2 separate regions of the Mus musculus genome follow, and region 2 is linked to region 1. A link is a contact called in public HiChIP or PLAC-seq data. All regions are on one chromosome and are shown on one strand. The core of a region is the stretch at or near the end of the contact, and the rest is flanking DNA. Distances in the headings are between cores, read along the strand shown.

Region 1 (6,071 bases), core at 7-2,506:
AAATAGTTTCCGCAGTGTGACAATGTGACTATTTATCGAAACGGCACCCCTGGGACCTACGATTTCCCAAGATAAGGCTTACAGTACCAGACATGAAGTTACTCCCATGGGATAGACCTCACACTCTAGTAGAAACTGTCTAGATGGTTCCCTCAGCAACCATCATGACAATGGTGCTTTCCTGGCAGGCCATGTTGTAGCTTACAGGGTGCTGAATCTCTGATCACCTTTCCACCTCCAGCAGCCTGCAGAGCACCTTCCAGCTCTAGGAGAACCAGGCTGCAGGGAGCTTTTCCTGGTCAGTTTGAGACTGACTTCTTGGAGTTCTGCAAACATGGTTGGTGTCTTCTGTAACAGGGCCCTACTATTTAGTCATGATGTTTTGAGGACCTCCAGGGCCCACCTGACCAAATGACTTGTAGCTTGGTCTCCTGTGCCCAGCATTTGTGTTTCTTTGAGTGCCGTTTTATGATGTACAAGTCCTGTCACGTGAAGGCAGACCGTTGTGATTGGCAGGTACTGCTGTAGGAGTTAGCATGAGCCACTTTGCACATGATTTCCAGATGTGCAGTCTCAGCCATGTAAAACAGGGGCCATGCAAATTAGAGGAATTCCGCATGATCATATATCTGTCCTGGTCAAAGGCTCAGGTCCCAAGTGTCAGGCTGCAGTTCAGTGGCTAGAGCACTCTGTGGCAGCAGTTTGGAATCACTAGACCATGCCTGGGGACCAGCTCCCTTTTCTGATCTTTTATTAAGGCCTTCAACAATGAGCGCTTTACACATCTGCATTTTAAAGTGTCCACATGACTGTCGTTTCCCTCTTCCTTAGGGCCCCTGGGAGAGAATTTCACAGCTCTCTTGGGTGTCCCTCCTTACACTTCATAGTCCTTAAAGTGACTCACCATGGAGTGCCAATATGTTCTTTTTCCTGTCAGCTGGTGACATTTCTAGTTGGCAGGCTGGCATAGCACGAGGCCAATTCCATATCAGGTTAAAGAATCACATACGTAGACACATTGCATAGAACACGGAGCAGGGCCCATGCAGGCTTCCGGCATTACCTGCCTCACTGCAATCCTGGCCACGCACCCCATGATTCGCTAAGTTGCCTTCACCCCATTTTCAGGAAAGAGTAAGAAGAAACCCAATGTGGAAATCAGAAGCAGATGAACACCCCTGTGAGGAGCTAGGCTTAGGCCAGCCCAGATTGTCAGCAGTGGTGGTCTGAGTCTAAGCCTGGGAATTTCAGGCCATGCTGCACATCAAAGGGTCACAGGGAGGCAGAGCATCAGGGACAAGGCCATCCCTAACCCAGTGCCTCTGGAAGAAAGCTTACCAGAATTCACAAACAATAAACCCACTTGGCTTATTAACCTTAGAGTTAATTTGTTTCAAAGGATTAGGAAGATGCCCTTAATTTTTAGTTTTGCAAACTGACAGCCTGAGAGTAAAGCTAATGGGATGATAATAATTACTGGTTTTTTGTTTTGTTTTGTTTTTTTCCCTGACCAACAACACGTTGCTCTGGACTTGGGATTGTAGTAAGTCCACATGAGTGCAGCTGGCTAGCAGGAGTGGAAGTCAGCTGTTCATCTTCCAGGCACTGCTTCCATGGAGCTGTCTGGTGGGTTAGACAGAGGAGACATTGTGCCCAGCTCTTGTCCTCTTCACTGCGGATGGCAGACACCAAAGGAGTGGGAAGGCTGCTCTGATGGGAACCTTCCAGTTCTTCTAAGGAGCACCAGCAATTAGCATGCTAATGTGCCCCAGAAGCCCCTCCTTCCGCCCAGAACAGGCACTGTAAGAGAAAAGTTGCACATGGCAAGCTTATTTCAGTTTTCCGAACTAGTTCTAGAAGCAGGCTTACTTTGAAGATCCAACTTGATTATAATTTCTTTCACTGTGGGCCCTTCGAGTTTATTTCTGGATCTTGCCTTAACCAGGGTGCCATTTAAACCACAGAAAAGAAATGAAGGTTGCTGCTTTCAGCTGTTCCACCAGCCACATTTGGATACGACAGCCAGACTAGGAGCCCATGGCTTGGCTTGGGCTGTGGCTTGTGACTATGAACTCCTTGTTCTAAGTCTAATGTTGATGGTATGAGCATGCGCAGTTTTCTGGGGCTAAGTCCTTGGCTTTAATGGTCAAGTTAAAGACCATTGACCAAAATGGTCTTTATTCAAGTAGTCGTATTGAATAACTACTATTCAAGAGCAGAAAACTGAAGTCTAGGAGAATCTATGATGTTTTGGGATTTGAAATAAGTGAGGGTGCTCACAGAAGCCACAAGATGAGGATGATTGAGGTATCTAACTTGGACTAGATCTCAGGATAGGTACACAGAATTATTATAGCAGGGGTTAGTAGCTGAGCTCAGACAGGGACCACCTATTCAAGTACTGAGAACTTAAGATGTAGAGTGAGTTCTTTTTTAAACTTAGCATTTTGGTCTTTAAATATGGAATGAAAGGAGCAAATTCATGCGTGGACATGCTGGTGTTTTCATTAATAGGAACCAGCTCTGTCTTCCAATTCAAGTTAGTAAGCTTAATATTCAAGGACCCAAGGAATCAGCCAAGAGTTGGTTCCAGATAGAGTGAGGCAGCCCTTCCCTTAGACATTTGAGCCAAGAAGGGCTCAACAGACATCAATGCTATTTCTTTGCAAGAGGCCTGGCATTATTATGTACAGAGGCAATCAGAAAGATAATGCTAAAGGGACAACAAAGATGGAAGACTACCTTGTCGTGTCTCCCTTGTCGTGTCTCGGTTGCCTTTCTGTTGCTGTGATAAAATACTAACAAAAGCAGACAGACACAAAGGATTTGTCTCATAGTCCACCACAGCAGGGAAGTCACTGCACCTTCAACCAGAAAGCAGGAGAGGTGAATATATGGGTGGCTCAGCTCATTTTCCCCACGTATACAGGCCAGGATCACAGACACCCACAGCAGGTAGGCTGATTAACACAGTCATGCCTATAGGCCCATCTCCCAGGTGTGTCTGGGTTCTAGCCAGTTTACAGTTCACCTTAATCACAAGCCATGAGCAGGAAAACCCACCTTCTATAAAGTAAGCTCCATCTGTTGTGATGGCCTGCCAATCTCACTGGATTCTCCGTCCGTGTGTTTGTGTGAGTTGCAGTGAGCACAGTTGGTAAGGGACCTTCCTGGGTAACGTCAAACCTTTCTTTCAGGAAGGTGAACGTTTGGGCAAATGTTCTGCGAGGGTGTTTTTCAAGAATGAAAAACCCAGACCGGCCGTTAATGTAACGTGCGCACGGCTCTTTGATAAAGTGAAGAGACAAGAGAAGGATTATCGGCTTTACAAGCAGATGAAGCAATTGAAGACTCCTCTGCACAGCATCAGCATACCTGGTATGATCAGTAACTGGGTTTCCTATGTCAGGAAAATACATGTATACACGTATGTATAAAATCACTGAACCTTAAAAAGATCGATTATTTACATTTGCAAATCTGGACAGATGCTCAATTTCAGCTATGAATTGTGATGTGTCTCATTATTTAAACAAGGCTCAAGGGTGTCATGTTCTGTTCATCTCTACAATAGACTAATGCTACCCAAAGCTGAGTTGCGTTAGCTGACCATTTTGCATCCTAGAATGAGGACCCAAGAGCTGACTCTACAAATAAGAAATAGAAGTTTTTGAAGAAAAAAGAAAGTGTGTATAGATTATAGTGCAGATTTCAGGGAAGTCTAGAACCTGAGGTGACATTTCTAGCGTTTTGTTGTTGGCCTTGGGGAGGTTTAGCTGACAAGACACCCTGTGCCTGTACTCAGCCCCTCTTCCCCAGGGCTGGCTGAGTGGCTGTCTGGGCCATTCTGGGCTGCTGCCGTAGGGGCCATATTTATCTCACTTCAGGTCAGCAGCTAATGGGCAGTGGAGCCGTCTCCAAGAGATGTGCCCTGCCCTCTGCAGTGACTCAGCTGGAGTGCAGCACAGTTCATTTATCTTGGCACTCAACAGAGTATGTGGGCAGCAGGAGACATTCAGCACTTACTGGCAAATCCAATTTCCCAAGCCACAAAAGTCATCTCTGGATTTGCACTTGGGTAGGAGCTTGACCTCTGACCATTGCAGCACTCTCTATCCCACACTCTCTGCTCGTTTGCCCAGGCACCCCTCTCTATCCCACACTCTCTGCTAGTTTGCCCAGGCACCCCTCTCTATCCCACACTCTCTGCTAGTTTGGCTAGGCACCCCTCTCTATCCTACACTCTCTGCTAGTTTGCCCAGGCACCCCTCAAATCCTCATCCACGCCCGAGAACTTCAGGCTCCATTCCTAACTGCATCTGCCCCCACTTACTGACACTAACTAAATATCAGCAATGAAGACTGCTGCCGGCATTTCTAACATAAGAGTCTCAAATGATTCTCACCCATTGACAACAAGGACCAAATCTTGAGCCAAAGAACTACGAGAATTCAGAATATATTGTTGAAGATATTTATGCTGCTTGGAATAGGTGAACTTAGGACAATTTAGAAATCCATAGTCATATGGAAGGCTTTATTTCCCCTTTTGGTTTGGGAAATAGGGCTCATTTGCCCTTTTAAAAAGGATGTTTAATCATGTGTATATGTGTGTGTGTGCATGTGTGTGAGTGCATGTGTGTGAATGTGCACAAGTGAGTGGACACACCCATGGAGTTCAGAAGAGGACAGCAGATTCCCAGAGCTGGAGTTACAGGTGGTTGTAGGCTGTTTGATGTGGGTCTTTCTTCTGATAGAGAAGTACAGGCTCTTAACCACTGGCATTGTGTAGGACTTTTTCTAGAAATAATTGCCACATTCTTATTAGCTTTAGGGTACTTTTCAGTAGAACCATTCATTTAGACCTTGTTCACTTACCAAGTCCTGTATACTCATAGGGGCCATACTACAGTCTACAAAAATTTGGCTACTATAAAAAGTAATATATATATATATAATATAAAAAGTAATATATATACATATCCTGTATATATACATATCCTGGGGCTGGAAAGATAGCTCAGTGACGAAGAACATTTTCTGCACAAGCACGGGGAACGGAGTTTGGATTTGGTCATCCCTGGAGGAAGCCAGATATCCCACAAACACCTTCTTCTGGCCTCCATGCATGGACCAGGACACACATATACACAAGCAAAGATACACATGTGCCCACATGCAAAAATACATAAATAATTCAGTCATAGCGGAGGGTACTTCTCAACAACAAAATGTGAGTTCTGCTCTGACTCTAAATTCAGCAGATGCTTCGTGGTTGATGCTGAGTGTTCAGGCAAGCGAAGTTATCTAATTAGGATCAAGGGTTGATTTACTAGACAGATACACCAAAGTCTGTGTGAAGGCGGAACGGACCAGGGGCCTGGCTGGAGGTTCATGGAGCTCTAAGGTGAGCTGTATATTAATGACATCATGGTTTCTCATATGTCCTTTCAGGGCATAGTCCTGTGTCACTGACTGCATGCAGGAGAAACCTTATTGAGGCAGTTGCCCTAGATTCTTAGAAGGTACAAACTATCAAGAGGAGGTACAAAATACAATTATTTTGTTTAAAAGACATGAACTTTCGTTATAATGTTATGATTTAACAAATCACACATTATATTCCTACTTTGAACTTCTGAAATGTATTTCTATTATTTGTTGGAAATATACTTTTGTTCAACATTATTACTCCTTTAATCTACTTATCCAGTTTTAAATGGAAAATGATTTTTTTTTATATATGCAGTAGCTGAAACCAAGTAACAGTGGATGTTTTTAATCAATTGAATTTATAATCATTTCTAGAAAAAAAAACCCAAAAGGTTTGGTTTTCGATTGAATCCAGCTATGGAGACAGCCTGGGGTAACGAGTTCAAGTCTCAGCAGTTTCTAGTCAGTAGTTAATGCAGGACATTGAACTTCATAGTGCAGCTAATAAGCAGGACAGCCTAATGTGGGCTCCACACTGTTTTCCCTTCTGCTTTTATTATGGTGGTTTCACCTTCTCTGGTCCATTCACGAGCTCCTTACAGATGAACATAATCTATGAGCAAAAGAAAAGACCTGAG
Region 2 (6,121 bases), core at 1,368-3,867, 1.2 Mb before region 1:
GAGAAAGCAGAGGCAAAGCTGAGTGGTCCCTGCACTGTAGAGAGAGGGAACTGGAGATGAGATGATGGTGTGGCACAGGAGGATGTGAGGTGTCTGAGCAACCACTGGGGTCATGGTGATATCTGGACCCCGGCTGCCTCCAAGGTCTGTGGCCCTACTACATCTGGGGTCTATGCTGCTATCTGAAGGGAGGGCATCCCCATATCAGTGGTCTTGGCTGCCACCTGAAGCCATAGTGACTTCCTGGCTCATGCTGCTGCTGGGAGCATGTCTAGACCCAGGGTCCTGTCACAGCCAGGGTCTATGTTGATGTTGGAGGCATGTGTTACCATCAAAGGCTGTGCAGATGTGCCCGGCCTGGGTTACTGTCTGAAACCATGTTGATGTCCAAGCATTGTGTTGAGTTGGCCTTGCCCCTTGCCTCTGGCGGGAGAGCTGTCTCTACCTCTCACCTGGACAGCATGGGAGAGTTGACTCTGGTAGCTCTGGGGTGGGAAATCTGGCCCCAGTGGAGTGAGTTAGGGAGAGGTGAGCCTGTTCCGTACTGGGTGCAGTACTAGGAAGAGCGGGCAGCCCCTTCCCTGAGGAGCACAGTAGAGCTGGCCCTGCCCCTCACCTGTGAGGTGGTGTGGGGGAGGGGGAGATGCACCTCACCTGTTGTTGAAAGTTTTAATCCCTATCCAGGGTTTCTACCCCGCCTTTGATTTATCAGTTCCAAAATAAAAGCACACACAGCCTCTCTATTTACAATAAAGCCTAAACAGCACAAGAGTTGGGCAGATATCTACCCTCTTTGCTATAGAATATACTTCCGTATTGATAACACAGAGTTATTACGTACTGTGTTTCATCTGAGCTGCTCTTAACTCCAATGGGCTGAATTTTCAGGACTTCCAACCCTTGGTGTCTTCCTCCTCCTCCTTCACCTTCTTTTCCCTTGGGTGGTTCTCCCAAGCCCAGAAATCCTAAATTCCTCCTAAGTCTTTTCTACCCAGCTATTGGCTGTCAGCACGTTTATGTTGGAGGTTGGTTCTAATGCTTTGATTCAATCAGGAATCTGCATGTCCCAACACTAAAGGTCCACTCAGGGTAGAAGAATGGGATGCAGGAGCGGCAGGAAATAAAGCCAACCAGCCATGTGAGACTGGAGTAGCAGAAGACTTAGGAGTGCCCAGCCTTTGAGGTAGCCAATGCATTTTTAAAATAAGCTAATGTATGCTTGTCTTTCATTCGAGGATCTGAAGATAGTTCCTTGGTGGCTGTGTTCGTGTGATCCGCTGGGAGCCAAAGCTGCGTAGCCAAAACTCACCACAACATCTTTATTTACCAATCAGGAATAATTTGGGATCAAGGTCACATGGTGTCGGGTGGGGCTACATGCAGATCCCCTCTGGGACAACCAGGTCTTGGGGCTCAATACTAGCATTAGAATACAAGCAGCATCAGGCCAACCTACTATACCCACTCACTTCCTGCAGGCAGATGAGCTTTCCCCCCAGGTTATGAGAACAAGGAGAACTGGCTCCACCACTCATTGGCTACAGTACTCAGAAGAGTGGGTCCTGCAGTAGAGCAGAACAGCTCCTGGTTTTGTAGGTACAGGAGAGCTGGTAGCTGACCAACTCAGCTCCCACCCAGGCCCAGATCCAGGGCTTTGAGTTGGACCATTCCAACATCCACCCCATCTACAAAATACTAGAATACTTGAAAGGCCAGTCCTGCAGATCCAAAGCTGCAGGCTCTCCGTGACACAGGGTAACAACAGGATATCCTAGAGGAGTCTCAGTGAGGATCCATTATTGATAGTATAGCAGAAGCCAGAGGCCTCAAACCAGGCCAGTGACTCATGGCAATGAACATTTGCAAGGAAAGTTGTTTGGGCAGAAGGGTCTACTGTGGGACACACCACAGCTTCCACAGTGAGAGTTATTTATTTATATTCTTTGTTTTATTTTAGGAGGGAGATTGCAAGGCAGATATGAAGGAATGGGGAGATGAGTGGGATTGGGACCCAAGATATGAAATTCACAGGAATCAATAAAAACTTTTTTAAAAAAGAAGCAATGAGCTTTTGGCTGTGTAGGAATGTCTTAAAGGTGGTTAACATGCACTTCTTAAATAAGGAGTTTGTTTTGTTATAAGTGAGTATAAAACTGTGAGGAAATATTAAATGCATCATCTATTCTTATGTAGAACGAAGGCTGAAATGCCCTGAGCAGATATGTAGTTAGTTACCCTGCCTAGGAAGCTGGGGAGAGTGGATTAAGATGGCTTTCGCCCAGCTGGAGCAGGAACATAGCAATACTGATGACATTAGACAGAAGCCACAATATGCACACTGAGATCACTGAATTTGAAGCAAGATGAGGGCAGAGTGCTGTTCTTGCCCAGTATTTTGATAACTGCTTGAAAGATGTCGTCTCTGCCCTGGAAGGTAAGCAGGAAATTATATGAATTAGTAGCTTACATGAAATCAACGTGAGTGTCGGGGAGCAATTTTTAATATGAAAAGTGTTGGCTGTTTGCTTACAAACTTCAGTTCAGAGGATTATGCAAATTCAGTGGTAAGTACGGGGTTACCACCGTTTAATAATGATGACTCATGCCGCAGTTAGAGGAAGGGCTGAAATTCCAGTTCAGGTGACCTAAACAAACGCTTACTTGTCTTCAAAGCCTCTGTCCCCATCTGCTCCAGGAGTGCAACATCCACTCAGACACAGGTGCTTGTCAAATTCTAGGCCGGAGACAAGTCTTAGTAAAAGGAAGATGAAGGCTGTCTGCAACTAGAGACCCAGCCAGTATAGACTGAGCCCGCCCATCTCCAGGCACTGAAGCAGTGCTCAGGGAGGCCACTGGGTGGCACCAGTGAAGCTTGCCCACACTGTAACAGAACACGGGAAACCAGTAAGGGCCACAATTGTCTGGACTCAAGCCAGACCATAGGGTTCATTCCTCTGTTTTTAAGATCCTCTCTCTCTGTCTCTCTGTGAGTCTCTGTCTCTGTTCCTTTTTCTCTCACTCTTTCTCTTGGTCACATTGCTACACTTGAGCTCAAAACAATTCAAACCTTTGATTATTTATAGTTTATATGATCAGAGCACCAAGTTGCTTCTCAGGGAACTCTACTTACACATTTTCTACTCTAAAAATGCAGACGTGTATAATTGTGCCGTTAGGGTACACTAGAAGTCCAAGCAGGTTTCAGGCCAGCGAGGTTACTCTGGAGGTTTTTGAGGTGACAGAGTTTAGAGTCACCTAGGAGACACACTTTGGCTGTGCCTGTGAAGGTGCTTCCCCTGGGGTTTAAGATGTGCTCAGCATCACCTCGATGGCTTTATTCGGTTGGGAAAGGAGAGATCTGAGCCCCAGGCTCCATCTCTCTCAGGTCCCTTACTGCCAACTATGCAGTACATAGAACTACAGAAGTTCACACAGAACTTCTTACACGGCTGTGTCATGCCCACCATGACAGACTGTTCCCCTGTATTCTGAAACTGTGATCCCCCTCACCCCAAATAATCCCTTCGCTCCTTAAATTGCATCTTGTCAGATATTTTCTCATAAGAAGAAAAGTAACAAAGTCAGAGCAATTGCCCAGCATGTTGGAAGAAGCAATCCCCAGAAACGGGAGTAGGGTGGGGGTGGGGGTGGGGGTGGGGGTGGGGGTGGGGGAACAAGCAAGCAAGTAACCAACCAACCAACCAACCAATCAAGCAACCAAACATCAAATGACTTCATTTCAGAATGCCATTCCAGGCCGGGCTGGTCTACTTCCTGAAAAGCCAAGCTCTTTTCCAGGACATCTCTGGAGGTCTGCTGCCCTCTGGCGTTTTCTCTGGAGAAATTCAAGCATCTTCTCAGAGGACCTTCGCGTATCATTCCCTCCCCCTGCTCTGGTAAAACTGCAAGGTCTGATTCTCAATTCAGGGTCATTTACTTTGGGAAGCGGGCGAATGTATAGCAGAGATACGTTTAGTTGAGGCACAACCAAGAAGACCGTATCTGATCTTTGTTTCTCTGTCTCTGGCCTGCCTCTGCCTCCCAGGGATGGAACAAGTGTCTTATCATTCAAGGATTCTCTCAGGAGAACAATGGATCCCACGAGGAGTTGGGAAGGTGTGTGGGGAGGAGGGTGGTGGATGTGGCCCCCTCCAGGGATTTTGTTGATGGAAATTAACATAATAGATATGTTTATTCAACTGTTTTAAAAAGAATCCACAAATTGTAGATGGAGAGAAATCACCCTTTAACCATGGTTACTGTTTTCTTTGCACTGTTATTTACTTACAAGTTATTGGGGGTGGGGGTAGAGTGGGGGGCGGGGGTAGGAAGTCAAAATCAGGGTCCTGTGTTTGCTACCTAAGTGATGTACTATTACGTTTCACTATCAATTCTATGAGTCACTTTTTAACTGTTTTATTTTGAAATTGTGTGTGTGTGTGTGTGTGTGTGTGTGTGTGTGTGTGTATGCAGGTGAATGTATGGCCAATGGAGTTCAGAAGAGGGCATCTCCTAGAGATACAGGTGACTGTGAGCCACCTGATGTGGGTACTGGGAACAGAACGTGTGTCCTCTGAAAGAGTAGTATAACTTTTTCACTTTTTAAAGCATCCTATTCTGCTCTTGCTGTCATCTTGGTTCTGTGGGCAGCAGGTGGTTTTGAACCCAGCTCTCTGGTGCCTGGACTGAGGCTCGGCGGATGTAGTCCAGGTAGAGAGGCTCACACAGATATTGTCACTGGTTTGGGACAACTGTATGTCCCTCCTTGTTCTTTTATTAGAAGAGTGAGCAGAGCCTCTCAGTTTCTGAGATGTTTTTATTTAAACCAAATATTTTACTATTAATTCCTGATCAGATGAGGAGGGGGACTCTTCTGTATCCTGAGCTTGCTGGGTTATATTGGTGCTTGGGTTCACAGGAAGCTTCCTCTTCACGTCTTCATGTAGAAGCATATTTCATGACACTCTCTAAGGACCCCTGTTTGATGATTGTGTCCCTATGAGAATGGTGGGGCTGGACATTTGCCCATGGTCTGGAGTTCCTGGGGTAGAGCAGTTGGTGCCTGCTGAAAGGCTTAACCCCAGGTTAGGGGACCTGAGATGCAGTGCTGGGATGGAGATTTCAGACATTTCCAGGCCTCCCTGATACACAGGTCTGAGGAGTTCTGACGATGGCTTTCCAGTTTCTGACGCTGTTGGGAGGCCCTGGGTGAATTCTGACTGCTGGCCAGACTTGCAGTTGTGCCCTGGAGTCCATAGATGGAGTTCTGTTCATTTTTGCCCCGTGTTGATGGACATTCCTTGGTTAGAGTTCCTTGAGCCAGTCACCCACCTTCATCCTGCATTAGCCCATTCACAGCCGGCTCCTGTCTCAGAAGGGCTGAACCCATTTGCTACAAGCTTGATTTTCAGCTGAGAAGACACTCCTTGCATTTATAGCAACATTAGTCTCCTCAGGCAAGCTTGGAAAGCTAAAAAGTAAAAGGTAAAAAGCCAAAAGGTTCTGTTACAGAAATAAGGACACGAGTGGCTTGAATCAATTCTGGGAGTTTTTGTCTTTGCCTTCGTTTCAAAACCTGTTTGAGTAAGAGTATTACTTCCGTTTCCGGTCTCTGTGGGAGACTACCCGACAGGAAGGACTTGAGAAAGCAGGGATTTGTTTGGCTCCTAGTTGGAGGGGATACAGTCCACAGGGCTGGGAGAGGTTGGAATAGCAGTGCCTGCGGCAGGGTCGGCAGTGTCACTCCACGGCTGCCTTAGAGGGCTCTAGCTGGTAGCTGGCTGAGCTGATGCCCTAAAAGCCTGAACCCGATGACCTATTTCTACCATCCAGTCCTCATCTCTTAAAATTTCACAACCTTTTAAAATCTTGTCAGTAGTTGGCGAACCAAGTGTTGGCACACCTAAGCTTTTGTGGGTGCATTTTATATATAAACCATGACAGAAAAGGAAACTTACCTGGCGCATGCACTGAAAAAGCTCTCAAAAATGGAGTCGCTGCGTAGGCAGTCACTGAGGAGAGAGGGTTTGGGGAGGTGCTGTTACCAGGACTCCATTGGGACCCCTGAGCTGCCTCTCTTGGGAGCAGTGTGGAATAGAATATGCGATGTTTGCTTGGTGCT

The links. HiChIP or PLAC-seq counts read pairs in DNA pulled down with a chosen protein or histone mark.
Region 2: a contact with region 1 is called in an H3K27ac HiChIP or PLAC-seq map of large pre-B cells, with 5 times the contacts expected there. The contact joins two enhancer-like sites. A contact is called at or near these places in 3 of 39 promoter capture datasets (embryonic stem cells, pre-B cells and stem cell-derived epiblast-like cells) and 1 of 115 datasets of contacts at active chromatin or transcription factors (large pre-B cells).

The regions. Positions count from the first base shown.
Region 1 is chr3:67,488,231-67,494,301 of GRCm38.p6, reverse strand. Rarres1 (retinoic acid receptor responder (tazarotene induced) 1) reads left to right here. Exons shown (of 6, transcript NM_001164763.1): 3 at 3,198-3,378. Among named protein-coding and RNA genes, the nearest start is that of Gm40067, 24 kb to the left of the region's middle. Within about 2 kb of position 1,256, at least 25 of the 459 cell types and tissues checked have an H3K27ac peak or open chromatin away from gene starts, as enhancers often do.
Region 2 is chr3:68,706,102-68,712,222 of GRCm38.p6, reverse strand. No RefSeq gene overlaps it. Among named protein-coding and RNA genes, the nearest start is that of Il12a, 18 kb to the right of the region's middle. Within about 2 kb of position 2,617, at least 73 of the 459 cell types and tissues checked have an H3K27ac peak or open chromatin away from gene starts, as enhancers often do.